Regions from separate parts of the Mus musculus genome. Here regions 1, 2, 3 and 4 are each linked to region 5. The links are chromatin contacts, called in public HiCAR-type and promoter capture Hi-C maps. All regions are on one chromosome and are shown on one strand. The core of a region is the stretch at or near the end of the contact, and the rest is flanking DNA. Distances in the headings are between cores, read along the strand shown.

Region 1 (5,604 bases), core at 2,968-5,467, 540 kb before region 5:
AGCTTCTCTCCAGAGCTATGGTGGCTTGTCCATGGAAGACCATTGAGGTCATTGACTAGCTCTTTAAATGTGGGTCCAGCCATACTCTTTCCTTGATTCCCTTTCCTGTATTGCTTCTAAGCTAGCCAGTAGCCTTTGCAGACACAGTTGGCCTGCTTTCCGGTATCCAGAGCTTTTACTGTGAAGCCCCAAACCTCCCCAGCCAGCCTAGAGGTGGCTGAGAAACCTGGAACAGTAAGAGAAATGGGTGTCTCCAAAGAGGAGGGGTTTTATGGGGGCAATGGAAACTTTGGGATAGAAAGTAGAAACTCCATGTCTGTCACAGTTCAAGAAAACCAAACATCACGAGCCAGCGCCACTGTTATTTCACTTTTTTCATTTTTTTTTCCCGCCATGTAAGAAGGGGCCCAAACAGTCCTGCTGACAGTATAGCAGGGTCTCAAATAGCAGCTTAATGAAGGCCAAGTCACACAAGCTGATGCTGGCACAATTAGGCTCCCCACTGCCAGCGGCAGGCATGTCAAGTCTGACACCGTCCTCCTCTCGGAGACTCTGCTGTAAATTGCAGCTGCTGTGGTGCCTTGTTATATTTAATAGGTGGGATGGCCGGAGAGAAAAATCAGAAACCACGGCCGATGTGCTGTTTATTTCTCAGTCATTTTGTGTTAAATTGCTGCGACTTCAATGTCAGCGGTGTCAGGATGTGGTAGTGAAACTAAATCTATGGCCAGTGTGCCAAGACAAATTTCAGAAAACCCCAAAACACAATTGTCTTGGTTTCTTGCTGGCTGCACCTATGCACACACAAATAGGACTGATTTATTGCCCTCCAACTGATGGGTGCGTTGATTGTCTTGTTGCATTTGGGGTGGGGTGGGGGGTGTCTACTTTCCTGCACACTGAGGATGTCAGGAATGAGGGACCGTTACACTCACTAAGCATGTCACATGTCCATACTAATCACTGCTAAGCTTCAGGGTGGTGGAGTCTGTCTTGGAAAGGGAAACAAAGAGTCCCTTCTGCTGGAAGGTTCCAGCAGAGTTATATGTAGATGCTAATAGGGTTAAGGGAGTAGGTACGGAGGAAGTCGGAAAGATTGCAGACAATACTGGAGTTAGCAACATCCCTCTTACTGGAGATGGTCACAGGGTGCAGCCCCAGCTCCCCCACCCAACCAGGGAGCAGTCTATTAGGGAGTGAAGATGTAGCTCCTCCCATCAAACTTTCTCAAGGTGACCTTTATTAATGAAGGGGACCTAGCTTCCTTCTTTGTGTTCTTGTCGCAGTAGCCCATCAAATGCCATCGTTGACACTTCTGCCCGGGTGGCATTCACGCAGCCCACATTGTGAGTCTCTTTTCACAGGAGGCAGAGAGTGTAGAAGCAACGTACTTTTGACTGCAAGTACCTCCTCCCCTTGATGCCAGCTAAAAGTTATTTCCGTTTGCCTACACTGCGTTTCTTCATCTCGGAAGTAGTGTGGTTTCTCTGCAGCGCATGCAGTATGAGCAGAGCGGTCCTTTCTTTTATGGGAGGGCAGGGTGGGGTAGGCACACTTTATTCATCCCTAGCTAATTCACGAATTGAGGAACTGGAAATGGAAGGCTGGCCAAAGTCATTTGGTCCCACGATCAGAGTCTATGGTCGAAGTTCTCAAAAATGGCAGTGCAAAGAATTACCCGCCATCCAACCAGTCATCTAGGATGCTGATAAAGCCCTCAGGTTGAGTGCCCATTCTTAAACAGTGGGATTCAGAGGTCAAAAGCAATGGAGGCCATTAAAATGAGAATAGCATGAAGACCTACCACGTTTGCTTACACCAGATGTCTGCAAGGACGTGAATTCTTCTGCCTGTGCTGGAGTTTCTTATCTTGGAAGACAGGTGGATACTTGTACTCATGTGATATGTGCAATGTCTGATGTACTCATGTGATATGTGCAATGTCTGATCAAAAGCCTAGATGTTCCTTTGTGCTTTGGAGTTTATTTGTGGCTTTTTTTCCCCCTGTCCTTTATTTCAGTGATTCTCAAAATCTAAGGTACTCAAGAGTCTCCTAGGAAATGTAGCAAATGTAGACTATTCTCATTCTTTGAGTGCTAGCGGTAGTGAGAAGACAGAGAGCTCAGCCCTGTGCTCCTAGGCTGTGCTCCCCACTTAGGAATCTCTGTTCAGACAGAGCAGATCCTTGCCAACACTGCAGAAAAGAATCTGAAGACCAGTCAACATTTATCGCCGTACATACGTTTATTAAGACAAGATAAGGGGTGGTACATGCCTCAGGTTTAAGGGTGAATGTTTCCAGAGAGGGAGACTTAAGGAAAGGACTGTATACAACCAAGGTATTACATGCTGGCCCCTCAGGAGCCTCGCTTTCAGTTGTTTCCACAATGACTGAATCTAGAATTCCATGCTTTAAGTCATGTCATAATTTCCAACAAAATGTAAAGATTACGTGGTTTAAAAATTAGCTAAAAATATATGAGCTGGTTTATGTATTTATCTTATCTCAAAGAATTTTCTTTGGCAGATGGAACTGTAAACTAGTTTTATGAGGTGTATGGTTAGGTTTAATGGGAGGGGAATGTTTGACAGTTAAGCTAGAGGCTACAAACATTCTAGCCTAAAGAAGAGATTGTTTTTAACATCTTTTTAAGAGATGCCTTTGCAGGCAAGTTCAATTTTCTCATTGTGCAGAAGTCTTTCAATTCCCAACCAAGAGGAAAAAAAAGTAGATCCCAGGGGAGGGGTGTTCCCTTCCTGTGTGTTCCTAATTTCCCCAGCCTCAGGAGTCTGAGCTCCACTCTTTCCAGAAGGGCCCTCCATTGGCTTGGAAGCCTCTTACAGCTTTGGGGGAGGAGTCTAGCTGGATTTAAAGTGCAGGTAGGTTATGATGCCCTCAGGGAGCAGAACACACAAAACCTCCCCAGACTACTACCAAGCCCTTGCAAACCCACACCGTCTATGTTTCAGTTTGACCTGCTGACCTTTCTTGCTCATCATGGAAATTCCCCAAGGACAAAGAACACTGGTGGGTTCTACTTAGATGACTGCTGCTGTTGGGCACCAAGAGTTTCTCCTGATCTCCAGTGATCTTGTGTAACAGCACTGGCTTGACCAGCCAGGGATCAGTCAGTGTGCCAGCAGGTTGAGCCAGTAGGTTGAGCCAGCAGGTTGAATCATGGGGGAAGGGAGGATATCTCAGAGCTGGTGCATAATGTGCCCCTCTCCAGTGGTGGGTATTTTATCTCAGGTTTCCAAGTTCACAAGGCTGTGGACCCAGAACAGCACTTTGAGAACCAGTATTTAGCAAATACAGCAAATATCTGTAGATTTTTGACCCAAGAATTCAACAGGCCACCTGTCTTTTTCTTGTCAATTTTGTGATGTAACCAACTGAGTGGAGGAATAAACCCTAGAGCGCTAAGAGCAGAGCTCTGGACATCCTAGCACATGTCTTACAGATTCTGTTTCTTCGTTCTTTGTCAGAACACATATGTAAGACCTTTCTTCAACTTTGTTTCTTTGTTTTATTTGTTTGTTTGTCTTTTTTTCCCAGACAGGGTAGTCCTGGCTGTCCTAGAATTCACTCTGTAGACCAGGCTGACTTCAAATGTAGAGATTCACCTGCCTCAGCCTCCTGAGTGCTGGGACTAAAGGCATGCGCTACCACTGCCGGACTTTGTTTCTTTGTTGTTGTTGTTTGTTGTTTGTTTTGTTTTGCCTTCCTATATATCCCTAGTCAGCTTAGAACAGCTGATGTCTAGTCTAGGCTGGCTTCCTACCCATGACAGTCTTCCTACCTCAGCCTCCAAAACATTGAGATTATGAGTGTGTGCTGCTATACCTGACCACCCCCCCCCCCTTTTTGAGACCTCTTTGAGCATTATGGGGTAGGGGTAGCATTGCTCCATGTAGAGACTTTTGATGGGAAAATGGAATCGTCTTGTCACCCTTTAGAGTATCCAGGACTTTCAGTTAAACAAGTGGAAGATGGTGGGAACTGCAAAAACTCTGGCTACTACTCTCCCTGCCCTCCACCATACAGAGGACAGGAATTAGAGCACACAGAGCCCTTTATTTGGTACCCTGGGACATGCAGCTGGTTTTGTTCCTTCTCTTTGCCTCTAATGAATTCTGTCAGGCAGCAAGAGAGCTTCCCTCCTGGGCACATTCACAAAGACCCAGTGGCCACTTGGCAGCTTTGCAAGGGACCTGAGGAGAGATTTGTGCAGGATCCAGGGCTCCAACTTCCCTTCTGTTTTCTCATGTGGTCACGACAGCACCATTCAATATTGACTTGCCTGGGTACATAGAGAAGAGACAGGCTCTGAAAAGCTAGATGGCGCTCCTGGTGGATTCAGCCAACGAGTTGGTATTCGAGCTGAGATCCCCACTGAGACTTTCCTGCCCTGAGTGAGATCTTCACGGTCTGTGTGAATGTAGCAGGGCCTTTCTTCAAAGAGAAACCATGGGGGTCTCCTGCTCAGTCAGAAAAAGAGGGCCTGTAGAAAATTCTAGAACAGCTGGGGATATAGCTCAGTTGTAGAGCAATTGCATGGCATACACAAGGCCCTGGATTACTTCCTAGTACCATCAGGAAGGAAGCACCAGTGAAGAAGAAAGGAAGGAAGGAAGGAAGGGAGGGAGGGAGGGAGGGATGGAGGGAGGGAAAAAAAAGAAGGAAGAAAGGTCGGTCATAGTGTGTACAACTTTTGGCTTTGTTTCATAGTTTCTTTCTCTGTCTCTGTCTCTGTTTTTCTCTCTGCCTTCCCACCCTCAGTTTCTGTCTCTCTGTCTCTCTGTCTGCCCTTGGCCTCTGACTATGTTGGCTCTGCTCCCTTGTGATGGTGCTAGGTGTTATTTCACTGAGAGATTCTCACAGGCACTGGTTAACTCAAAATGTTCAGCCTACCTGTTGCTAGGGCTCCTCTGACCCTAGCTGCCTGTGCTATTTCCAAGCAGGCATATTCTTCCCCATAAGTCTGTTGCTGTATCCCAAGATATTCTAAGTTCCACAGTGGCTTATGCTTGGTAAGTAAAGTGGGCTAGGGATCCCCAGTGGATGTTTTCCTGAATGCACCATGACACTGCCATCAAGGGACCGGGCAGTTGCCACCACAAAATGACTTGAGTGGTGTGCCTGACCCCAGCTCTTCTAAGTATAGAGGACAATAGTGATCACCATGTGATCCAAGAACCTTGTGTGAGGCTAGGACCAGCAGAGAGCAAAGGGCAGAAGCAGCAAATCCTGGCAGGATAGATCAGTACAAGGGCTGAGGTTCCAAGCTCACACCCATTGTCCTATAGGACTTCACATCAAAGAAATGAATTAAAACGTTATCAAATATTTCAAAATGATACCACAGGGCATTCAACTCAGAGTAAGGGCCTGAATATGAGGACCCCACACCTGCTCTGGTCACAAGGCCAAGAAGTCAGCTGTGGTCTATGCAGAAGTAAAGAACTGTAAATAAAAGACACCTGAGCCCAAGGTGCTTTTAGAGAGAGAATGCAGTATATCTAATAAATTACTTATTTGGAACAGACTCAAGTCAGTATGTTATGTTTATGAAGTCATACGTGATTAAATGCTGCATTTAGCTT
Region 2 (5,530 bases), core at 2,460-4,959, 540 kb after region 5:
TCAGGGTATCTGTTAGATCCAGGAATTGGGGTATAATTAACAATATTACTGACTTTGACCACACATAGGAAGGGAAATGTTAACCAAATATAAAATCCTTGATAGCTGCTCAATGTCTTATTAAACCTTAAACTCAGCCTGACCCAGGGTAGATACTCAATAAGTGTCTACAAAATATACTAAAAGCCACATTACATCATTGCCCTTCAGCTGTCAAAAAAGTAGAGGAATCTGTTCACCTCCCCACTCAGCCTGACTCTCGCCATCTCGGCTCCTGCTTTCAGTGGCTGGCCTGTGACTTTCTGCAATAATCCCAGAACTCAGGGCTCACAACAAGCAGTCAGCCAAGAGACTATGCTCTGTGGTGCAGCCATCAAAGGCCCAGCAGCTGATACAAGCCGGTCCTGTACCTTCAAATCAGAATAACTCATAAGGTGTAGTGTCAGTGTCACTAGGGATTAAGATGCAGTCAGCAGCTTCCATTTGAAACACATCCAGTCTACAGTGTCTATTGCAGGTCCCTGCAGCTTGCTGCTGCTGCTGCAAGGATGCCTGAGCACTGGCCTCCAGCACTGCCTCCATCCTAAAGAGGAATGGCACTGAGCTAGACACATCTGGAAGAGAAGTAACGTTAGCACATCTGGTAAGAGCTGGGATATGCTGTAGCCATGCCCTTGCCCTTGCACTGATCCTGATGCCTCAGACTTTCTAGTGCAGCAAAGTCTAGGAAGAGTCTGGTAAATTCTACTCTTAGGGAACTAAGAAAGGGAACCGAGTTGACAAAGAGTTTACCAGAGCATCTTAGAGGGAGGTTGTCCCTTGTGTACACTTATACACAGCTCCCTCAGCCTCCATTTTTCTGAGACAGGATAAGGGGCCTCTAGGAATTTTATGGTCCCAAAGTCGCCCACCCTGAGATCTTTGGAAAGATAGAAATCTGACTTCCCCCATGACATGGTGTCTACCCCTAACTGATCTTTAGTGCATTCTCCCCACGCACAGCCCGGCTGTCACTGTTTCGCCACTGTTCCTTGAAGGCTCTGCAATGGCTGATGAAACCAGATTGCTAGGCTCTGGAGAGATGGGTCTTCTTGTCCAGAAGGTCTGTGTTGGATTCCCAACACCCACACGGTTACCCACAACCATCTAGTCCCATGGTATCTGATGCCCTCTTCTGACCTCTGCAGATACTGCACAAATGTGGTGCACAGACATACACTCAGGTAAAACACTCATGCAAATTAGATAGATAGACAGACAGACAGACAGACAGACAGACAGATATGCCAAGCTCTGCATGGTGGTACCCACCTATAACCTCAGCATTCTGGAGGTGGAGGCAGGAGGATCAAGAATTCTAAATCGTTTTTGAAATTTAAGGCCAGCCTGGCCCCCCCTCCAAAAAAGAATTTTTTTTTAAATATCAGGAGATGGATGGTATTCAGCTGATCATGGTTGTACACAGTTGTAATCACATCACTAGGGAGATTGAGGCAGGAATACGGCAAGTTCACAATCAGCCTGGACTCCATAGAAAGAAGTTTCAGGCAGCCTAAGTAAGCTAAACAATGAGATAACTCAAAATTGTGTGTGTGTGTGTGTGTGTGTGTGTGTGTGTGTGTGTGTAAGTGCACACACACATGCACACGTATTTAAAGTGACCACTGTAATCTATCAGCCCCTCTTATCCTTGGGCAAATTCCTTTTGCTTAGCTAAGAGCTTTGGCCAGAAAACAACCATATGAAATGTAACACAAAGCGCCGTGAGGTATAGCAATACTTTTCTGTTAGATACAGAGCCTGCCCCATTCCTCACCCTAACAGTTGGAAGTGGAATTAACTGCCCTTCTGATAAGCATCAGAAACCAGTTGCTTCTCACTACTAACCATCTATTTTTGGAGCTAACTGCAAAAGAAACACAGACTCAGTCATGACTCCCTTTAGAACAACATCTGTTGAGCCTTCATCTCCACCACCCCCACCACCCTGCCCTTCGCTCAATTTTCTTTCTTGCTCACTCACCCCCAGCCTGCCCTTCATTTTAGCCCAAAAAAAGAAACTAGATTGTTTTTCTTTGCTTCATCCTCCCCCGACCCCAAATCATAGCACCACAAAACCACATCTTACCTATGAGGACTGCTCAGGAATGTTTTCTTTCTGATATTAAAAAATCCTCCCACCAATTAGGTAAACACCAGCCACACCGCAGAACAGGTTTGTTATTGCAGAGCCCAGAGGAACACAAACCCAAGGTATTTTCAGAATTGTTTCAAAAGGAACCCCAGGCTCTGGCTCCGGCACCAGGAAGAGATGTAAACACAGTTGGGCGAGCCGGGATGCGAATTGTAACAGCATGCTTGCTGTGCAGCCATGGTATGGAAAGGTTTGCTTGAGCTGCAGATCATTTTTGCAAGTGGTCCTGGGATTTTTCCATCTTCATCTCAACACTACGACATAGCCTAAGGTCAAGCATGGTGTTCATGAAGATTCTGGCCACAACAGACTTTTGACGTGGCCTCCCTCAACGAGGCACCAAATTACAATGGAGAGAAGGTTCAGTCTTCTGAATTCACATCTTGCCCGTATTCTCAGAGTCATGACCTTCTCAGCTTCAACTCTAAAACAGGAATATGGAACAGGAAAGATACAAGTGATTACTTTCAGACATATTTCTTTTCTTTGATATGTGTGTGTGTGTGTGTGTGTGTGTGTGTGTGTTCACTTGTGAATGGATACAAATATAAATGTATGCACAAACACATAGCCAGATGTCACCCTTGGTGTCTTTCCTTGGAAGTCATCCACCATGTTTTATAAAGCAGGTCTTTCATCAGCCTAGAGCTCATGGTATAGGAAGCTGACTGGCCAGTGAGCTCCAAGGCCCAACCCACCTCTAGTGGCTCAGTACTAGGCTTACAAGTGTCTAACTTACTCGTGTGGGCTGTAGGAAGCAAGCCCAAACCCTCACTCCATCTTTGTCCTACTTACTGAGGTTTCTTCCCAGCTCTCACCCTGGTTCCAATACAGACAGGTGACCTGATGCTCCAGGATGAACTTGTAAGCATTCAGAAACACATCCTTGGGTCCTTTAAAAGCCTCACAGAGGAATATGCATGCTGTCCTATTCTGTGTTTGATTTGTTTAATATGTCAAGGGAGAGCCATTTCAAGTCTTCCTCTGTTCTCTCATTGAGAGAGAGGGGGTTGAGATTCTTAATACATCAACAGAGCGTCCAAAAGGACTAAAAAAATAATAACACCCACCCCCCCTGCACGCGCGCATGAAAGTCCCCTGCGGTCCCCATCAGGCTTTAGTGGATCACTAATGAAAACGGCAGAAACACCCCCAAGGCTTCCATTCCTCCCTGGGTTCTGAGTTACTTTTGTCCATGCATCCAAGGGCAAGTTAATTTTATTAAGAACATTTTTAGAAAGCTAGAATGTCAGAACCTGACACTACTCTCTCTCTCTCTCTCTCTCTCTCGCTCTCTCTCTCTAGTCCTCTATTCTTGGTAACATCATTAAATACTGGCTGCGCCCAAAGGCAGGTTGCATCTTTTTTCAATCTAACAGCCATTCCGTGGATAGCGTTTGTTTTTCATTGCTGCCAAGGAGGCAATCTGGCTCTCGTTTCCTTTGAAGAAGAGCCCGTTAGGATGAGTCAGGTCTACATGGAGAATAATTAGGTCAAATAAATGAGTCCTTCCAGCTGCCTGTGGCATCACTCAGCACCCCCATGGTGAGATGAAGGAGCCAGCGATGCTGGAGCAAACACATAGCTTATCTATTGTGAGTTACCCATCCTCCCTCTCTCACTCCCTCCCTCCCAGAGGATGTGCTCAACTTGTTCTCAAGACTGTTACAGCCCCTCTTTTTGCATCTGGAAAAGTGGAAAGTGGTCCATAAAACCATGAGGCATCCCCATTGCTTCTCCACACTACAAGAGAAAGTTTCTCTCCCTTGAGGAGATCCGAAGCAGTTGGCAGGCACAGGGCAGCCTTCTGTGTTGTCACGCTGGTCTCCATGGACTTCCTGATACCTTAACCTGAGCTGTCATGTCCACTGGCAACAGAAAGAGGAAATTCAGTGATGTTGTGGTCACATGGCAGCTCTCATTAGTATTCTGATCAAGCTGGTGGCTGTAGCTCATTGCTCAGGCCAACATTGTCCCTGGTTCTATTCAGGGACTTCCAGACTCACCAGTACATGGGTTCAACACCTCATGGGCTCATTGTGAGATTGACCTGACCCAGTGCTAAATTACTGCCACCCAAATTAAAGAATTAAAGATCTCCATTCCCAAATATGGGGAAGAGAAAATGAAAAGACTCTCTCTCTCTCTCTCTGTCTCTCTCTGTCTCTCTCTGTCTCTCTCTCTGTCTCTCTCTCCCCCTCCCCTCCCCCTCACTCTACCCTCCCCTCCTCCCTTCTCTTTCTCAAAAATCTGCTACTTAAAAAGAAAACTACATGATTCTTTTGGAGTGTCTGTGTAGTCACTGGGATTAGAACCTTCTAACTTTAGCAGAAGAAGTCCCTTAGAGTGACACCCCCCTTCACCTGGGGTCCCTGTCCCTCCACAGGGCCTAAGACTAGGGTGGGTATTGCTGGCAAGCTCTTAGCAGCCCCTCTATTTGTACATGCTAAAACTTCTTTTCTTGAGAACAGATGAATAAATTTTCTTTTGTGAGATAAGAATGAGTGACCTTTTCCCCCTAAATTTCTACTCTTGAGCAAGCAAAAAAAAAAGGGGGGGGGGTCTTTTCCTCTGTGCCTTTGTAACATGGGGGAAAAGTGCCTAAAGTCATGAGGAATTCCCTGTAACTGCTTTGAAAATCACTCGGGCTGTGTTTCTGCAACCTGAACAGATACAGAAGTTGCACCACAGTGGGACTGCCTTCCCCCATCTCTGAGCAGACACAGATGTGACTCCCTTTGTAAATGTCTTCACACTGCTTGTCCTACTCCTGAGTGGTTTCCACAGATTTATCTGGTGAACTCAGTTTCCTAGGAGAACGTATCACGTGCACTCGCCTAGAGAGTTCCATCCTTGCAAACCATTAGGTAAACTTAAAGAACAAATTAGAGCCCGGAGTCTGCTCCCACGCCCATCTCCTGTGAGCTACTCCCACCATGGGATTTTCTCAATGGAGTCTAAGCCAGGCTTTCTAAGCAAAGCCTCGCTCCCACCACCAAGGCCTGGGTGTGTACTTCATAAGCACAATCCACAACGATTTGTTTGTCAGTTTCTCACATCTGGGGGCTACATTGCGAATGTTGAAGCACCAGCGGGAAGGGTGAGTGTCAGGATAAATCCATGAGGGATGGGAACTGAGAAGCGAGCAGGAGGGGAGTGCCAGGCAAGGGTTGGCCATCGCTACATAACTTCTCATCTCTGCCGCTCTAGAAATACTGAACTGTGCTTAGCCATTGGCTATGCAAGCGCTGGTAGCTTTAGCCAAGTCCGCTACTCATCAGGATCAGAGAAAATTCTCTTTGACTTCATTTATTTCAGTAGCTTTTAAGGTTACAG
Region 3 (5,517 bases), core at 590-3,089, 680 kb after region 5:
GGTGGAACAACAACATGAACTAATCAGTACCCCCCCAGAGCTCGTGTCTCTAGCTGCATATGTATCAGAAGATGGCCTAGTCAGCCATCATTGGAAAGAGAGGCCCATTGGTCTTGCAAACTTTATATGCCTCAGTACAGGGGAACGAAGAAGTGGCCAGGGCCAAGAAGTGGGAGTGGGCAGGTAGGGGAGTGCGGAGAGGGTATGGGGGACTTTTGGGATAGCATTGGAAATGTAAATGAAGAAAATACCTAATTTTTTAAAAATTGAAAAAAAAAAAAGAAGGCATGGTCTTGTTGGAGGAAGTGTGTCACTGTGGGGGTGGATTTTGAGGGCCCTATGCTCAGACTTTGCCCAATGTGGAAGAGAGTCTCCTCCTGGCTACCTTCAGATCAAGTTGTAGAACTCTCAACAGTTCCAGCACCATGTCTGCCTGGACACTGCCATGCTTCCCACCGTGATGGCAATAGACTGAACCTCTGAAACTGTAAGATAGTCCCAGTTACATTTTATAAGAGCTGCCTTGGTCATGGTGTGTCTCTTCACTGAAACGAGACCCTAACTAAGACACCCCCAAAGGTGTGAATGTTATCTACATAAATACAACTGGGACATGGCTCCAGTACCCTGTGCCGTTCCCCCTCACTTCTCCGATGCTCATGTGTGTAGAAGGCAGTCTGTTTGGTCCTTTAGCTCAGAGAACTTCCAGCCATAGGAAAACACTCAAGGAACTTAATCTGTAGAATCTGCAACGCAGGGTCATTTAGGATGCTAAGATCCTGGACTTGGAACTTTTGCCTTATCCAATGGGCTTTCAGGAATCTGAGTGAGTTGTACACATGGATACAATGTAAACTATGTGCAGAGGGAAGGCTATGTAGAATGTTTTTGAAGATGCCCTCTTTTTGCCTTTGCTTCCACATAGTGACTTTCATGCTCCTCCCCCTCCACCCCCCACGATGCAGGGTCTGTGGGAGCAACACTCCTGCCTGGTCACCACAGCCTCGGGTTTGAGGAGGCAATGATGTTTCAATGTTGGTTGTCCAAGCACTCACTTGTGCTTAGAATCCTGTGCTACTCCCGTCTGTGTCCGGAGGTTGCTCAAGCACGAGGAAGCCACACAGAGAGGTTATCTATGGCAGGCTGTCTGGTCAGCAGTCCTGAACATCAGAACCTACTAGACCAGGTGCCAGGTGTAAAGTAAGTGACTATACCTCCAGTCGCAAAGTATCTGTTGTCCACCAGGCCGCCCCCAGCCTCTGAGCGCCCCCAGGTGAGACCTCAGACACCGTGTCCAGCACAGGCTGTTCACACTGGGTTCCTTCCAGACTCCAAGCTGCAGAATGCCTAAGTATAAGTCTGAGGTGTTTTGTTAGACAGTAACTGGGAGAGTCACGTAGCCACTCAACAGGGGCACTGTGGAACTTGGAACAATATAAGAGAGGCTCAGGGAAATTAGCATAAAACATTTAAGGCATCGAAAACTAAACAAGACTCAGTCGGGACGATTGGGACACATGCAGAAAATACTGATTGGGATTCAGAAAGGGCGATGATCATTTGAATCGGGCCTAGGGTAGATGATAGGTTTAACCAGAAAATAAATGCCTTTCGAGTGAGAATGTGCAGCTCAGGGGTGAGAGCTGACAAGATTTGTTTGGATAGCAGTTGCTTTTGGCCCATCTGTAAGACTTCGGCTTCATTCCTCCCCCTGTGATTAGAAAACAAAACAAATCTATGCTTGAAAATAAACGTCTGACCCAGAAAACAACAAAGAAGAGAGACCGTCCAACAAAAGCACCAGCCTTCCATATGGTGGAGCAGGAAGGAGGCCAAGTGCAGAGCTTAATTAAACCATTGAACCACAAGTACCCAGCTGAGCCTTTGGGGGAGCACGGATCAGAGCACCGAGGCCCGTCTCCAACCTCAGAACTGACATGATGCAGCGCTGAGAAGCTAAGGAGAGGAAGCCTGGAAAAGCATGCCACCAAGGTAACCAAGGTTCCAGACAACTTTGCTCTTGAACTGATGCTGAGTCTTACAACAAATGTATGTGTGTGTGTGTGTGTGTGTGTGTGTGTGTGTGTGTGTGTGTGTGTGTTAGAGAGAGAGAGGGAGAGGGAGAGAGAGAGGTGGGCTCATATAGAGGTCAGGGAAGATGATATTTTCCTGACCTTATTCCCTGGAGACAAGGCTTCTCTGAATCTGGGGCTAGGCTAGCAGCCAACACCCCAGTGGTCCCCCAGTGGTCCCCGTCTCTGGCCACCCCCACAGGGCTGGGGTAACAGTTGGCCTCTCCTGGCCTTTTTGTATAAGTGCTGGGGATTCTAAGGTCTTCCTGCTTCGGCACTCTGTGTCCTTAGAAGTACTTCTGAATCGTGTCCCCAAGTCTGACATTGCCAAGTTTCTAAAACGATCCTTGTCAGAAGTCATGAGCATCTGGCTTGCAGGAAATGCCAAATTGTGAGAAATTAAATTTCCCTGTATTAAACGGTCTCCCCTTAGGTTGTTTTGTCAAATCTTTGACCTCACTAAAAAAAAAAATGTGGTGGGAAATCAATCTATCAAACAAACAAACAAACAAAATACAACAACAACAAAACCCTTCTGAAGCCAGGAGCTGGTGAGATGCTTCCATGGTTAAGAGCACTTGCTGCTCTTGCAGAGAACCCAAGTTTAATTCTCTGCATCTGGGTGACTCGCAAGCATCTGTAACCCCAGTTCAATGGGATTCAATGCCCTCTTCTAGCCCCCGAGGGCACCAGGCAAGCATATAATGAAGACATACGTGCAAAATACCCATACACATAATAAAAATTTAAAGCCAAAATCAGAAATCTAGACTAGTAAGCTGAGACTGGAGTCTGATGTCAAGATACCTGTATATATCAGTCCAATAAAGAAAACCACCTCACCTCTTAGTTTTGACAGCTACGTGATTGTGCGCAGCTTAAAAGATTGAATATTGCTGGGGACAAAGGGGAGAGTTGCTAGATCCTCAGTGGAAAATTCAAACTCAAACACAACAATTAAATACTGAGAATCCCACTTTTCCGATGGGCACAAGGAGATTTGTAAATATTATTAGCCTTGGCTGCTGACAGAGAGAAAACTATCTGCACAGGAGCTGAAGATGCTATAAGATCATGGACAAAATCTCTACTGCCCACAAAATGACCATAAGATGCAATACTGGGCAAATGGTCTTCAAGTGTAGGCAAGTTAGTTTTGCGCCAAAGAGCCTGTGGATTTTTGGTCTAGGTTTTTTGAGGCAGGATCTCCCTACATAGCCTGGAACTTGTTATGTAGACCAGGCTGTCTCTGTCTCTGCCTCTGCCTCCCAAGTGCTGGGACTAAATGTGTGTTTGGAAACGTACCAACATAGAGCTGGAGAGATGGCTCAGCAGTTAAAGGGGGCAGGCTGCTCTTCCACAGGACCCCAATTCAATTCCCATCACAACATAGCTACACACAACTGTCTGCATTTTCAGTCCCAGCCAATCCAATGCTCTCTGCTAGCCTCTGTGGATACTAGACATGTAGGTGATACAGATATACACACAGGCAAACCCTTATGTGTAATGTTTAAAAAGCAAATAAAAATATGCAAAATCTTTTTAAAAAATTGTTTAAAACTATGTTCATATTCTACACTTCAACAAAAAACAAAGTCTCAAGGAAGAATTTCATTGACTATTAATTCACAGTAAAACAAACCAAAACAAAACAGAAAACTACAAAGCACACAAACTGTCTATGCTGGCACACACCTATAGTTCTTTCAGGAAGCACAGAAAGGAAGGCCACAAGTTCAAGGCCAGCCTGGGTTACATAGGCAAACACTGCCTCAAAAACAGAAAGTCAGAAAGCAAGACACTTAGAGAGAAACAGCAAAGTCAGTGAACAGCACATCAGATGTTCAAAAACCATAGGTGCTGAGCCTTCCAGGAGCCAGGTATAAATTATGTGTTTATTAGAAAGAAAAAAATCTTGCATATGTAAAACCTTAGATTTGATCCCAATATAAAAAAAGAAAGAAAGAAGAAAAGATTAAAATTAAATGGTTAAGACTGGGGGAGGGGTAGCAATTGGGATGTAAAGTAAATAAAAAAAATCAATTAATTAAAAAAAAGATTGAAGCTACTCCCAGCCAGGTGTCAGTGCTGAGGTCCTAATGAGGGGCTGGAACTGCCCCTGCCAACTCACAGAAGCCCAGAGACAAGCTTGGACTCCTGCCACCAACTGGCAGCAAGCAGCAAGCATTTCAGTCACCAGCCTGTTAGGGAAGACAGCCAGAATCTCACTGTTCTCAACGTCCAGGATCCACCCGAACATCTTTCTTCCCACTAAACACTGGGAAAATTGCAACTCGAATATAAAAGACACTCAATCTGAGGCGGTAGACGTGTTAAAATTATCTGGTAAGGATGGATGATTAAAGTTGTCAATCATAGCAATGTGTTGGCAGGTAATTATGGACATGCTTGAAATAAATGGGAAAAAATCCTCAGCAAAAAATAGAAGGTGTAAAAAGAAGCAGAGGGCTGAGGAGACAGGCTTTCCTAACAAGCATGAAGACTGGGGGTTCACCTGCAGATCTCATGTAAACAGCCAGATGCTCTGGAACACTTGGAATCCCCAAGCTGGTGAGGCAGGGACCGGAGGAGCCTTGGGCTCTCTGGGCGGGCTAGACTACTTGGTGAACTCCAGGCCAGTGAGAGACCCTGTTTCAAACACACAAGGTGGAGAGAGCCGGGGAACAACACTGGAGGTCGACCACTGGCCAGCACACACAAACATGTGTGAACACACACAACACAAACACAACTTACAAAACAAAACAGCAGCCTCAGCACAGAAACCAAACCAAACCAACAACAAAGACCAAATAACAGCTCAATGGATGGGCTCAACAGAAGAAAAGAATTTAGAGTGAGGAACCACTGAATTTGAAGATAAAATATCCGAGCAATGGAAAATAGAAGTAGAGGTTGGGAGGGAGGAAGAAGGGAGGCAAAAATGTAGAGCCTGGGGAGGGAAAAGATAAACTAACGATGCTTCGAGCTTCACGTATGCGGGAAGCTCGCAGTAATTTAGACAGGTGCATGGAGACACCTACAGTGTCTGCTGACAGGACCACATACCAAGGTGTCCACAAAAATACAGCAGAAAACTCAACAACAAAACTCTGAAAGCATTCCAGGAAAGAAAAAAGGAAAACAGAGAAAACAACTTAAAAGACCAGACAGGAAATGGAGAACAGCAGATGTGAGCCCTCGCCTCCAACAACTTCGTGAAATATCAGTGGTTTAATACACCATGAAGAGTGCTCAGCTGGGGCTTATGCAGAGGACAGCGGCCACTGACGTCTGGACAAGTTCAATGCATCCTAAGAGCGTTGTCCTGAAAGAGGAAAGCCACTTTCGAAAATTCTGAGGACTACCCAGAAGATTGATAGAGCATCCTACCAAGATGGGGTGTGCGTGTGTGTGTGTGTGTGTGTGTGTGTGTGTGTGT
Region 4 (5,429 bases), core at 348-2,847, 570 kb after region 5:
TGAAAAAGAAGCACAAACGCACACACACACACTCACGCACACACTCATGCGGACACGCACATGTGGTATAATCCCAATGAAGACCACCATATCACTGAGTGCCCTTGCAAGTCAGCTACTGTCCTTCACCTTTGACCAACTCTCTGTCTGTCTGTCTGTCTGTCTGTCTGTCTGTCTGTGCACCACATGTGAACCTGATGCATGCGGAGGCCAGAAGAGGACATCAGATCCTCTATAGCTAGATTTAGAGATAGTTAGTTGTGGGCTGGCATGGGGTACTGGGAATTGAGTTCTGTTCCTCTAGAAGAGCAGTCAGTGCTTTTAACCACTGAGCCATCTTTCTATCCCCACGAGGTATATTGTCTATTCCTCCTCTACACCATGTGCCACTTGCTTACTTCTGCAGGTATGATCACTTATCAGGTGACTGTCATGCATGTTGACCCATCATGCACTGGGAGTGGGGAAGAGTTGCCTAGTTAAGACAAGTTCTATTGGTCAGCTATCCTGGCACTCGGGTTCAAGCCAGTAGCTGGGCCTACAGGTCCATACTACCACATCCAGCTCATGCTATTATGCTTAACTAAAACATGACTTGATCTGTAAACTCATGCAAGCCGGGGCCTTGTCTCCCCTGTGTCTACACTCCTGCTTGGCTTAAGAGCAGCCATACAGTGGATGGAGCATGGGGTTTCATAAAGAGATAGGAAGTCCACAGGAAAACGAACAGCGTCACCTAACCTGGAGCTCTCAGGGACCGAACCACCAACCAAAGAACATACACGGTCTGACCCTAGGCCTCCTTGTTCATATGTAGCAGATATGCAGCTTGGTCTTCATGTGGGTCCTGAACAATTGGAACGGGGGTTATCCCAAAAGCTGTTGCCTGTCTGTGGGATGTTCTTCTAGCTGGGCTGCCTTGTCTGGGCTCAGTGGGAGAGGGAGCACTTAGCCTTGCAGAGACATGAAGTGCTAGGGAAGCACTCATCTGCTCAGAGGAGAAGGGGAAGGGGTGTAGGGGAAGGATTGGGGGGGGGGGGGTGACCAGAAGGGAAGCAGTGAGAGGCGTGTAAAGTGAATAACTAAAAAAATTAAATTAAAGGGAAAATCTTATACACAAAGGAAAGCATATGTTTTAAATAGCTCCTGCTCCAGGGCAGAGATACCCAGGAGCTGTGCTCTGAAAGTGCTTGTCCACTGTGGGTAATAGACTAGGAAACAAATAATTAGAACACAGCAATCAAGGGCTCTCAAAAATACCATTGGGGGCGGCCCACAAAGCAAGAGAGCCAAGTCCACAAGGAGGAATCTCTGTGGGCAGAGAGGGAGGACTGACATCAGGCATCGGAACCAAGCAGACAGGGATGCTGGAAGGACATGGGGCAGGAGCGATTCTGCTGAAGCCCCCAGTATGCCTAGGTGATGGAGCCCATCTTTACAAACAGGAAAACACAATTCAGAGAGGTGAAACAACTTGCCAAAGATCACAGCTTGTAAATCTTAGGCTCAGGAGTCCACAGCCTTCTAGGCAGAGTCTGACTATCCTAGGCCATTTTACCCACAACACACCTCTATTGTTCTAAAGGCTTGCCTGGGTCTGCAGATCATTCTGATGGCTTGGCTGCTAAGTGATCAAAGAGCAGTTTGTTTTCCTGACTGGCAACACTGGGATTTTTGATTTGGGTTTTTGTTTTGTTTTTTTCATTCTTTAGACTCTCCTGCCCTCTAGTGGTTTTGTAGAGTTCTACCACATCAAGCTAAATGCTGACTGAAACAAACCATGCACATGCATGCACACATGCACACATGCATACACACACACACACACACACTCCAAACAAAATCAAATAAATGTCCCTAAAAGCAAAATATCAGTCTAAGGGTACATTTTAAAACTACTTGTCAAAAAATAACCCACTTCGCTTAGCCTCCACATACTAAAAGACAAATGATCTCTCCAGTCAGAGGTATAAGACTAAAGGAGAGGTTTGAGTGTGAAAACCTCTAAGTGTATGCATCGAGGTCATAGTATATGTGGGCTGGAACTAGAATTGTCAGCACAGACCCTAAAACCTAAGGCACAGGACAGACAATAAAGGAGCCCTGGACAAAGCTACTGCTTAGTTCTGGGCCTCTATAACCTGCCCACCTGCTCACGGTTTTGCTGGGTAAGAGCAATGTCTTCATCCAGACACAAAATATATGCTTGGCTGTCTCTGGAGAGGGGGCATCTGGATGAAAGCTACTAGCACATGGGTACCAGACCTGGACCTTGGTCCCAAAGCAAGTATTTGAGCAATGACTTCAACCAACAGTTACTATGACCATTTGGGTTTTATTCTTCAGAGTTCTAATTTCAGATGACTGCAAATGAGAAATGGGTGTGTCCCACTCCGGCCAAGGAGAAGAGCTAAGAGCAACAAAAGATTACTGGCTGCCAGGAGCACTGGCCAGCACTCATCGCTCTTAGTGAAGATGGAAGGAAGCGGGGCTATGCATGTACTGGGTGAAACAGAAGGCAAGGGAGACACTTCACAGGGCACTAGAGAACGACGTGCGTGTTGTGAAGAAAACTCAACTTAGAGTAGAGAAGACCAGAGTTCATTTCCTGCTGTGCTTCCAACTAGCAGTAAGATCTTGAGACAGTCTTGTGATCAAGAAGGACCCCTGTCCCCTCAACTGAAGAGTAACACACTCAATTTCTAACTGCTCACTCAATGCCAGATGCTGTCCTTCAGAGATAAAATATTTCAAACTGTTTCCATTTGCTTGAACATAGCAAAATAAAATGATCTCTTTACAGAGACCTTCCCACTCAGCTTCTTGGAACAGTTCAGATCTTCCACCAGCATACCCACTCCTTGCACAGCTCTGATGTCAGAAAACGTATTTCCAAAGTAAACCACACAATATTTGAAAACATTATCTTTAAAAGATGGTTTTCAGATCCAGCTAACTTCTTTCTTATGGTACCTGTCTGTCATCAGTCTGAGCTCTATCCTTGGGTCAAAGAGAATACATCTAAGTCCTCTTTAGTGAAAAGGATTTTCAAATATTTAAAAGTACTTATCAACTTCCTGTCCACCTAGTATTCATGAACACCTTCAGGAAATCCTTGCTTGATTTGGGTTTTGTGCCTTTCACCAGCCCAAGAATGCTCTCCTGTCACCTCTTCTGGGTGTTTTCCAGAGCAATTAGAGAAACAGGTCAAGGGTATAGACTCTGAAACCAGACCACTTACATTGAAGTCTGAATACTCCTTGATAGAGTTGGCATGACTTTGAACAAATGATGTCACCTTGGACAGGAACTCATACGTTCTTTTGCTCGTCAGCAAATCTGGATTAACTGAGTTAATAAACTCAAAACCCTATTAAAATAGCATCAAGCACAATCAAAGTGTTCATCAAATTACAGCTATCATTAGGATCGTTGTAATGCAGCTTCACAAAACATAGTAAGGGCAATCACCTCCCTCATCCTCAACATTATACGTCTATTAATGACACTGTGAGAATTACTTGTTCAGTGTATCTGAAGTGCTCCGGGTGCATGAAAGGAAACTCAATAAACTTCCCATCAATTAAATCAACTAAGGCTAAAATTTCTAAGTCACTTTCATATATCTCTAACTTCCAAATCCTACATCTTTCGAATTGTACATAAATGGGCTAACCCAAGCTTATATTCAGAATTATTGTGATTGTGTTTCTTTATGAGATACATGCCCTTCCCACCAGTTAAGACAGCTTCCATTTTAGTGATCTCACAAGTTTGATATTGTTCCCAGTTTCAAGGCACCTACAAATTCCACAGCCTCCTTCTGGCCAATAGCTGAGTCAAGATGAGCCAACAAAGATGAATATAATTTGAAGGAAATAGAAACTCCATGGGAAAGTATTCCCAGAGAAAGAAAAGGCGCCGCCTCTGTAAAAGAAGAGTTGTGCCCTTTAAACTGAGGGAAAGCAGAGGAAACTGGCAAGGGTTCTCAGAAGCTGACGAGGGTGGCCGAGGAATAGCTCAGCAGATAAGAGCACTTGCTACACTTTCAGAGGACCCAGGTTCAGCACCCAGCACCCACTATCCATGTCTCCAGGATCAAATACCCTCTTCTGATCTCCACAGACATCAGACACATATGTGGAGCACATACATAAATGCATGTAAAATTCTCATATAAATAAAAATAAATTATTTTTAATGTGTCAAAAGAAGCTAGAGCTGTTTCAGGGGGGAAAATAAAACAGAATGATCTAAACGTCAGAGCTATAAAAAGGAGAGAAACACATTTGGAAACTTGAGCTTCCACCAGAGGGTTCCTTATCCAGATGGACGTAAATTCAGAGAGAGCACAGGAAAGAGATGGATAGAAAGCAGCCCATAATCACCAGAAAAGAAAAGTGAGGGGCCTCCAAATTAGAAAACCATTTCAGACTCAAAATGAGATTTCCATCAAGTATCCTTCACAATAGAGGTCAACTTCACCAAATCTAGGCACATCTTTGTGAAATTTCAAAATACCAAAGACTAAATGGTGTCCTTAAGGCATTCAAAGGGGAGAAAGAACATGTAAAACCTCAGGAAGCCTATGACTTAAAATTCCCATTAGTTACACTGGAGACTAGATAACAGAAGAATGCTTCTCAGCTGCTAAAGCAAAATTCTTTACCCAGCTAAACTATCAACTGACAGGACAGAGTCTTATGTGGTGTTTACTAGAAAATAAGTCACCATAAAGTTTGGTGGGTTTAGAATATACTTTCTCTACATTCTACAGATCAGCTGAGTGGCTCTGCTAATCTTATCTGGTTTGGCAAATCTTAACAGTCAAGTAAAGCTTGGGCTCAGCAGCGTGGGATGACTTCACTCTCACTCCAAAAGGGTAGTTAGTCTAAAGCAGAAAGGGAGTGGCCCTGAGTTATCACCATTTCTCTGCATGGGCGTCACATGGTCTCTCATTTACCAACAAACTAAACTTTCTCTTGTGGTTTTGGGGGGTGGAGAGTCCAAAAAGCAGCATGAAATGGTCTACCCCAATGGGTAAGCATTTTCCAACTACTGTTTTATATTTATGTATTTTTTTATATTTTATATTTACTGTTTTATATTTAATCTATTCCTATTGGCCAAAGTCAGTCAATATAGTTAGGAACCACGTAAATAAAAAGGAAGTAGTGTACCTATTTTGCAAATGATCTACAAGTAAACAAAAAAAAATTTTTTTTTAGATTTCATGGTCTTGAAAAGCATTCCATTTGCAATGTTTTCCAGAAGGTTCATGAAAACAAGATAGTAAAGTAGGCTTGGGAAAGACCTAAAATCTAGCATCTAGAAAATGAGGAATTCATCACAAAAGGGAGTTTCCAGAAATAAAATATTTTGGAGCAAACAAGAGATGACAACTGTATAATAGTCCAGAGAGCAAGCAG
Region 5 (5,805 bases), core at 3,220-5,719:
AATGTCTATCTGCTTTAAAAGACTGACATCAAACCATTTCACGAGAAAGCAAATTATTTAAAACAGAGTCTGAAAGAGAAATGGTATTGATTGGACTTCTCAATGAGAATCAGCAATAGCTTCCAAAGCTTCTTTATTGCCTGAAGATACAGTTATTAGATCATAACTGTACATATAGGAAATCCACTGCCATATCCTTGCATATACTCTTGTCAAGGGGTAAACAGTATACACACACAAACACACACACACACACACACACACACACACACCTGAAAGTAGTCCATGCTAGAATAAAATGAACAGCAGAGATCACCATCAGACTGGCCATCATTCTATAGTCTTCTTTTAAACCTTTCGATGTCGCCATGGGAATAGTGGACACAGCTGAACACCTGAGCTTTTCACAGCCCTCAAATCATTGACTTGGTGAGGCTGTGGAGCCTCATTCCCTTATTATGCAGCCGGAGAACACATCCAGCGAGACCCAGTGGCCTGTCCAATGGCACACAGCTGTCATTCCTGTGAGGGACTAGAAATCCTTATTCCCACCACAGCATTGCAATATTCATGTGCTTACACAACTAATAAACGAATCCAGCAGATGGGGAAGTCCGACCTGCACTGACAGTGAAGTGTCTTTCTGGTTTTTGTTTTTGTTTTATTTTTCCTTTTCTTATATTTAATTTCCGGGATGCTACAGCTTTGGGGATTTATGGAATGAGACTTCTTCCCTCAAGGGAACAGACCCTGATTAGTAGTTATTGCTAAGTCTGTCTCTGGATTTGAATGTCCACCAAGAGCTATCATTAGAGATGAAATAATAATCCAAGACCATGTAGGGCTTTACAGTAGATGGAGAGGTTGCTGGGAATGTAGGTAAACTAAGAGGAGTAACTCAGGAATCTAGAAGCACTCATTAGGAAGTGACCAAATAGGAGAACCTCTTTCCTAAGGCAGAGAAGAACCATGAGGTAAGGTGAAGAGTAAGACTTGGGTGCTCAGGTTATACAGTGATTGAGCTGGGGGGGCACTGACTAGGGAACTTCTACTGTCCTCTGTTGCAGGATATTTGATCACACTGTGAACCTCAAGATTGTGTTAGTTACTGAAAACAAAACAAAACAAAACTATTTTTAGTTGTGGCTCAGTCCTTAGCACATACCTTTAACCCCACTGGCTGGAATCCAGATACAACCTTAAGTATACACCTTTAATCCCAAACAATGAAGGTAAAGTTAATTGGTAGAAGGAAGCACCCATGTTTGAAGGTAGTGTCTAATTGAGTGGTAGATAAAGTGATGAATCAGAGAAAGATTTGACAGAACAGGATATGTCCCATTCTCACGAGAAGAGAGAGGAAAGGGAAGCTACTTAAGAAAGCAGTGCAGGTAGAGAGAAAAGGAAGAGAGAGAGAGAAAGAAGTCAGAACTCAGAAAGAACTAGAAGGGGTAAGCCTATTCAGCAGTAAGTCTCAGAGGCAGAAAACCTTCCAGGCCTAGATTAGATTGTATGGAGGCTAGAAATTTTCAGGAGAAGATCTAAATTTGCAGATGGACACAGTAAGACTCTGAGACAACAATTAATACAGGAGAATAAAAGTTCCATTTGCAATCCTCCCCAAGAGTCTGGGCATTGCTTCAGCATTAATCACTCTAACTGTTATTCATCCATCAGGACAACCCCGCAACACTCCAAAGCTTTATTTGAGCAACTCCTCTCTCTCCTTTACCAAAGCTTCCCAGCCCAGCATGTGATGCCCCCGGTGACTGAAAGAGAAAGGGAGCTTGCACATCCCGAGAGTGCCACAGTGGTGAGGAAGGAAAGCCCACACCCCTGCATGTAGAAGGCCTAAACTCGAAAGCTTAAACCCCCTGGAATGAAGGCAACGATTAAAGGTTCAGTCTCAGTTCAAAATGATTTATTATTTGATAAGGGTTGGGAGCTTTAAGTTTTTCCTAGTTTCCTTCATAAATGGATAAAGGGAATTTGCTCTGCCAATTTATAAAATGTATTAAGTCACCTATGGCTGGGGCTTCCTGACAAATGTGCATTTGTTATGCATAGTTGTGTTTTGCAAAATGCAGCAGTGGATAAATAGCAACCAAGTTAGCAAGGTGGGTGAGCTGGTTAAGGCACTCACTGAATAAGCCTGGTAGTGACTCACTTGGAACACACTTGCAAGTAGAAGGAGGGAACTTATTCCACAAAGCTGTCCTCTGACCTCCACATGTGTACCGTGACACACACACCAGCAGGTTATTCACATACATGCACCCAGTAATAAGAATAAGTAAAAATTATTAATTAATTAATTAACCAACAGAGAAGACACATTCAGGGTCATAAATGAGAAAAGGGGTAATGGGCTGGATTTCATGTAACTGCCACCATCTCAAACATCAGATGCTGCACTCCAAGGGCGGGACCTTCACATGTTCTGTAAAGATAACACATTCACCTTAAAGAATTCCTAAACACAGCATAGGAAATTAAACCCTGACCTGGTATCTCCCATAACACCCAGAGGGAGCTCCCGGAGTCACAGAGATCTGCTGTCTGTGCCTCCCCAATGCTGGGATTAAAGGCAAGTGCCACCACACCTAGCTTAACCTTGTATTTTTTTTTATCCCAGAAGACATGAAAAAAATTTGGGAAAAAATGGAAGACTGTTTTTCTTATTTCTTTTCTTTGCTTTAGTTGTGTGCTCTATGCTGACTGTTTTGGTCTATCACTGATGTTATCAAACAGGGTGATTGGACAGACTGGCTAAAAACATATGAGCAGCAACAAAGAAACAAGAAGTTGTAGGAAGAGGGAAAGAATGTAACAGTGAAAATCCTCCTTGGATATTCCCACTGCCAATGTAACAGAGCAAAAGATCGGTCTTAAAAGGGGCTGCCAGACAGCCTGCAACCTAATTACATTTCAAAGTATGATAGGACCGGAAAGAAGCACAGCCCCAACAGTGTGCCTACCAGATGGCATCTCTAACTCCAGGGACAGAGATGTTTGTTCTGTAACTGTAGATGAAAGCAACCATAGCTTTCAAGTCATGGAAAGATGAAGGAGCAGTGCTTAGATTCAGAACAGTCTGGCCCTGTCTAACAGTGATTGTGACTCTAGGAAGGGTCAAGTTCCAGGTAAGAAGCCAAGCCTAGCCTGCAGGTAGGACTCCAGTCCCTATTACCTTCCTGTTGTGGCTTTTATAGTGAGTTGGCCCTTGTAAGGAAAGCCTTCTTTTACTGCCTGTCTGGATGGAGTCAGTTAGTTTCTCCTTTTCTATCTGTCTCTTTTAACCAACACAGTGTTTTCAAAGCTATTGGTATTCTGTATGGATTCCATCCCCACAGTTACCTGGCAATAGCCAGGTAGGCCGACTCACTACAAAAGGGGCTGCTTGGCCCCTTCTCCCTCTCCTGCCTCTCGTGTTCTCTTACTTCTGCTTCTCTCTCCCTTGCCTCTTGCCCCATTCCCCTCACCCCTCTCTACACGTGCTCATGGCGGGCCTCTGCTTCTCTACTCCCTGCCTCTCTCTGCCTCTTCTACACTCTTAACTCCTCTCCCCATGCCCTGAATAAGCTCTGTTCTATACAGGGGAAAGGACTGCCTTGGCATGGGCCCGCTGAGACATATCCTTCCCCCACACCCTGCCAGAACATATTGTTATAGCTCTTTATCTTTTTATGATTACAACACAAGCTAGTCTATTTTGTACTGGGATGGGAATTCTGTCTTTGTTAGCAGTGACGGTACTTACTGGTACACGCATACCATGTATCCTGTCCATCCGCGTGGAGATGGCATGGGGGTTGTTTTATCCTTTGCGGTCTGTAAATACCACCGCAGATAGTGATGTAGGAGCCTCTATCTAAGTGCCTGATTTGTTCTTTTTAGGAAGGGGATGTATCCAGAAATTGAAGTTGTGGGTCATTTAATCCCACACTTATTTTCATGTTACTTCCTGCTGCCATCAGCCACGCACAACCATCTCCAGCTTGTAATCATTTCCACTAATCATTGCCCACAGTTTTGCTAACAGCCATGCCAAAGAATGTGAAGTCCTAGCTCATTAAATTAGATCTATCTGTTAACTATTAGAAAAAAGACAAAGACACACACACATACAAAAGAAATTATTATATGGCTGGGTCACCCTGTGTGCAAAAAGCTACGAACATCTGGTGCAAGCCCCAAAGCGGATGGTTATATAAAATATGGTTATATCTGTAAAAATTTAAAGACAGTAATATTTCCCAAACTGGGTGATCCTGAGCTTTAGAACTGCAGTTTAAAACCTGCAGCAAATTCTCGGGACTAAAGTTTATTCTCAGTCATTACAATGGAGGAACCTGACCTAAGGAAAGCATTCCTCAGCAGAATCCAGAGCTGAGCACTCCTTCGTCAGATTTAGGGGCGGGGCGCCAGGCACGGCGCATGCGCACACCCATGCTGGTGCTGCTTGCCTGCGCGCGCGGCCCCGTGACGCTAGGGACGTGGCCGCGCGCCTTGCCATCTCTCCTCCGCCATGGCTGCTGTGCCCAGCGCTGTTCACCTGCCGCGTTGTGTGGTGTCCCCGACCGGGAGACACAGTGCCTCGCTGATCTTCCTGCACGGCTCAGGTGCATTACAGTCTCGTGGTCTCCGACCCGCTCGCTACAGTAGGGGAAGCACCCTCTTCTCGGTCCCCCAGCGCCCAGGGTCGCCCGAGGGCTCCTCTTTCTGTATAGCACTCATCTTCATCCTCTTCCTTCCTTCGCTGGTGTGCTTGACCCGTGCACCCACAGCATGGTCGAACGGCAGTCCTTACCTAACCCCAAGTTCAGTCATAGCACCATATCGGTGTAAGTCTCCAGGCACGTGGATTAACCACTGTTTCAGGGTCGACCAGCAGTGATCTGACATACATACCCCACCACACACCCCTATTGCAGGTCCTAAGCTGTTGTCTGCCTTGCCGGTGTCATAGAGACGTTTTTGGATCATATTTACACTGTGTAAGTGTATGCTTAGCACCACCAGCGGGTTTCCCCTGCGCCTCCCACCTGTCTTTTTTGATGGTCCACCACCCTGGTTTCCCCTATGCCCTCTTGTAAAACCTTCGAGGTAAGTATAAAGTCCGCTTCATTTAGGGAGCACCCTTAGAGGAAAACACAAGAATCACCGACTTAATCCTTGCTCACTGTGCTTGGTTGGCCCGGGGTAAGTTCTCAGGAAAGGAAAAAAAAAAAATTTTTTTTTTTTTTTTAATTTAAGAAATGAGATCCAGGCGGTGTCCTCAAGGGGCCTACCTAAATTTAAAAACAAAAACAATTCAATTAATTTGAGTCAGCAGTGGATAGGAGATCACAAGATGGTGCATGGGCTACTGCCAAGAGAATAGTAAGGAAAGAAAAAAAAATGGGGTTGGACATTGTGAATGAAGGGCTTGTCAGAGCTTTTCAGGAGCACTGCGTTATGCTGAGGCCTGTGTAGGCTTAGGGGACTAGAACACGACGGGATTGGAGTGTTCCCTCCATTTTGAAAAAAAAAAACAAAACAAAAAAAAAACAAAACGGGACTAGAAACGCTTTCTTGCTGTTGCTTAAGGAGTAGTGAGGCTGGGTTTGAATCCAAATGTCTGACTTGGAATTAATATTCTGGGGGGAGGGGGAGGGAAACCCTCAACTATGGTGTATCATTCTAGAAATAGAGTAATAAAAGTTGTGTAAAGGGAAAGGCCTGGCACGAGACTTACACCTTTATAGCTAGCTGCCTAATAATCCAGCACCCAAGAGAATTCAGTGATGAGCATCCAAAATTCCC

What was found. Promoter capture Hi-C pulls out the DNA fragments that hold promoters and counts their contacts. HiCAR-type assays count read pairs that join an accessible place to other places.
Region 1: a contact with region 5 is called in a HiCAR-type map of astrocytes, with 3 times the contacts expected there. The contact joins the enhancer-like site here to the promoter of Lyplal1 in region 5. A contact is called at or near these places in 5 of 39 promoter capture datasets (3T3-L1-derived adipocytes, the HPC-7 cell line, cranial neural crest and 2 more), 2 of 115 datasets of contacts at active chromatin or transcription factors (astrocytes and cardiomyocytes) and 1 of 9 other capture datasets (embryonic stem cells).
Region 2: a contact with region 5 is called in a HiCAR-type map of fibro-adipogenic progenitors, with 4 times the contacts expected there. The contact joins the enhancer-like site here to the promoter of Lyplal1 in region 5. A contact is called at or near these places in 8 of 39 promoter capture datasets (the 3T3-L1 cell line, cranial neural crest, frontonasal cranial neural crest and 4 more), 1 of 115 datasets of contacts at active chromatin or transcription factors (fibro-adipogenic progenitors) and 1 of 9 other capture datasets (liver).
Region 3: a promoter capture Hi-C map of hippocampal neurons shows a contact between it and region 5, with 2.4 times the contacts expected there. The contact joins the promoter of 9630028B13Rik here to the promoter of Lyplal1 in region 5. A contact is called at or near these places in 2 of 39 promoter capture datasets (hippocampal neurons and liver).
Region 4: a contact with region 5 is called in a promoter capture Hi-C map of neural stem cells. The contact joins the enhancer-like site here to the promoter of Lyplal1 in region 5. A contact is called at or near these places in 13 of 39 promoter capture datasets (the 3T3-L1 cell line, 3T3-L1-derived adipocytes, cranial neural crest and 9 more), 2 of 15 datasets of contacts at CTCF or cohesin (both in the NIH/3T3 cell line), 3 of 484 Hi-C or Micro-C datasets (cerebellar granule neurons, nephron progenitors and ventricular fibroblasts), 6 of 115 datasets of contacts at active chromatin or transcription factors (astrocytes, differentiating embryonic stem cells, embryonic stem cells and 1 more) and 2 of 9 other capture datasets (adipose tissue and pancreatic islet).

Annotation. Positions count from the first base shown.
Region 1 is chr1:186,653,889-186,659,492 of GRCm38.p6, reverse strand. The region is part of intron 1 of Tgfb2 (transforming growth factor, beta 2); the gene reads left to right. Among named protein-coding and RNA genes, the nearest start is that of Gm26169, 20 kb to the left of the region's middle. Within about 2 kb of position 4,217, at least 32 of the 459 cell types and tissues checked have an H3K27ac peak or open chromatin away from gene starts, as enhancers often do. A contact at or near this core is called in astrocytes and neural stem cells, where this site is marked.
Region 2 is chr1:185,571,475-185,577,004 of GRCm38.p6, reverse strand. No RefSeq gene overlaps it. Among named protein-coding and RNA genes, the nearest start is that of Gm35023, 44 kb to the left of the region's middle. Within about 2 kb of position 3,709, at least 24 of the 459 cell types and tissues checked have an H3K27ac peak or open chromatin away from gene starts, as enhancers often do. A contact at or near this core is called in fibro-adipogenic progenitors, where this site is marked.
Region 3 is chr1:185,438,141-185,443,657 of GRCm38.p6, reverse strand. It overlaps 9630028B13Rik (RIKEN cDNA 9630028B13 gene), which reads left to right and starts at 1,839. Exons shown (of 2, transcript NR_038006.1): 1 at 1,839-1,992.
Region 4 is chr1:185,542,754-185,548,182 of GRCm38.p6, reverse strand. No RefSeq gene overlaps it. Among named protein-coding and RNA genes, the nearest start is that of Gm34969, 58 kb to the right of the region's middle. Within about 2 kb of position 1,597, at least 17 of the 459 cell types and tissues checked have an H3K27ac peak or open chromatin away from gene starts, as enhancers often do. A contact at or near this core is called in neural stem cells, where this site is marked.
Region 5 is chr1:186,115,974-186,121,778 of GRCm38.p6, reverse strand. It overlaps Lyplal1 (lysophospholipase-like 1), which reads left to right and starts at 4,469. Exons shown (of 5, transcript NM_146106.2): 1 at 4,469-4,622. The coding sequence starts at 4,529.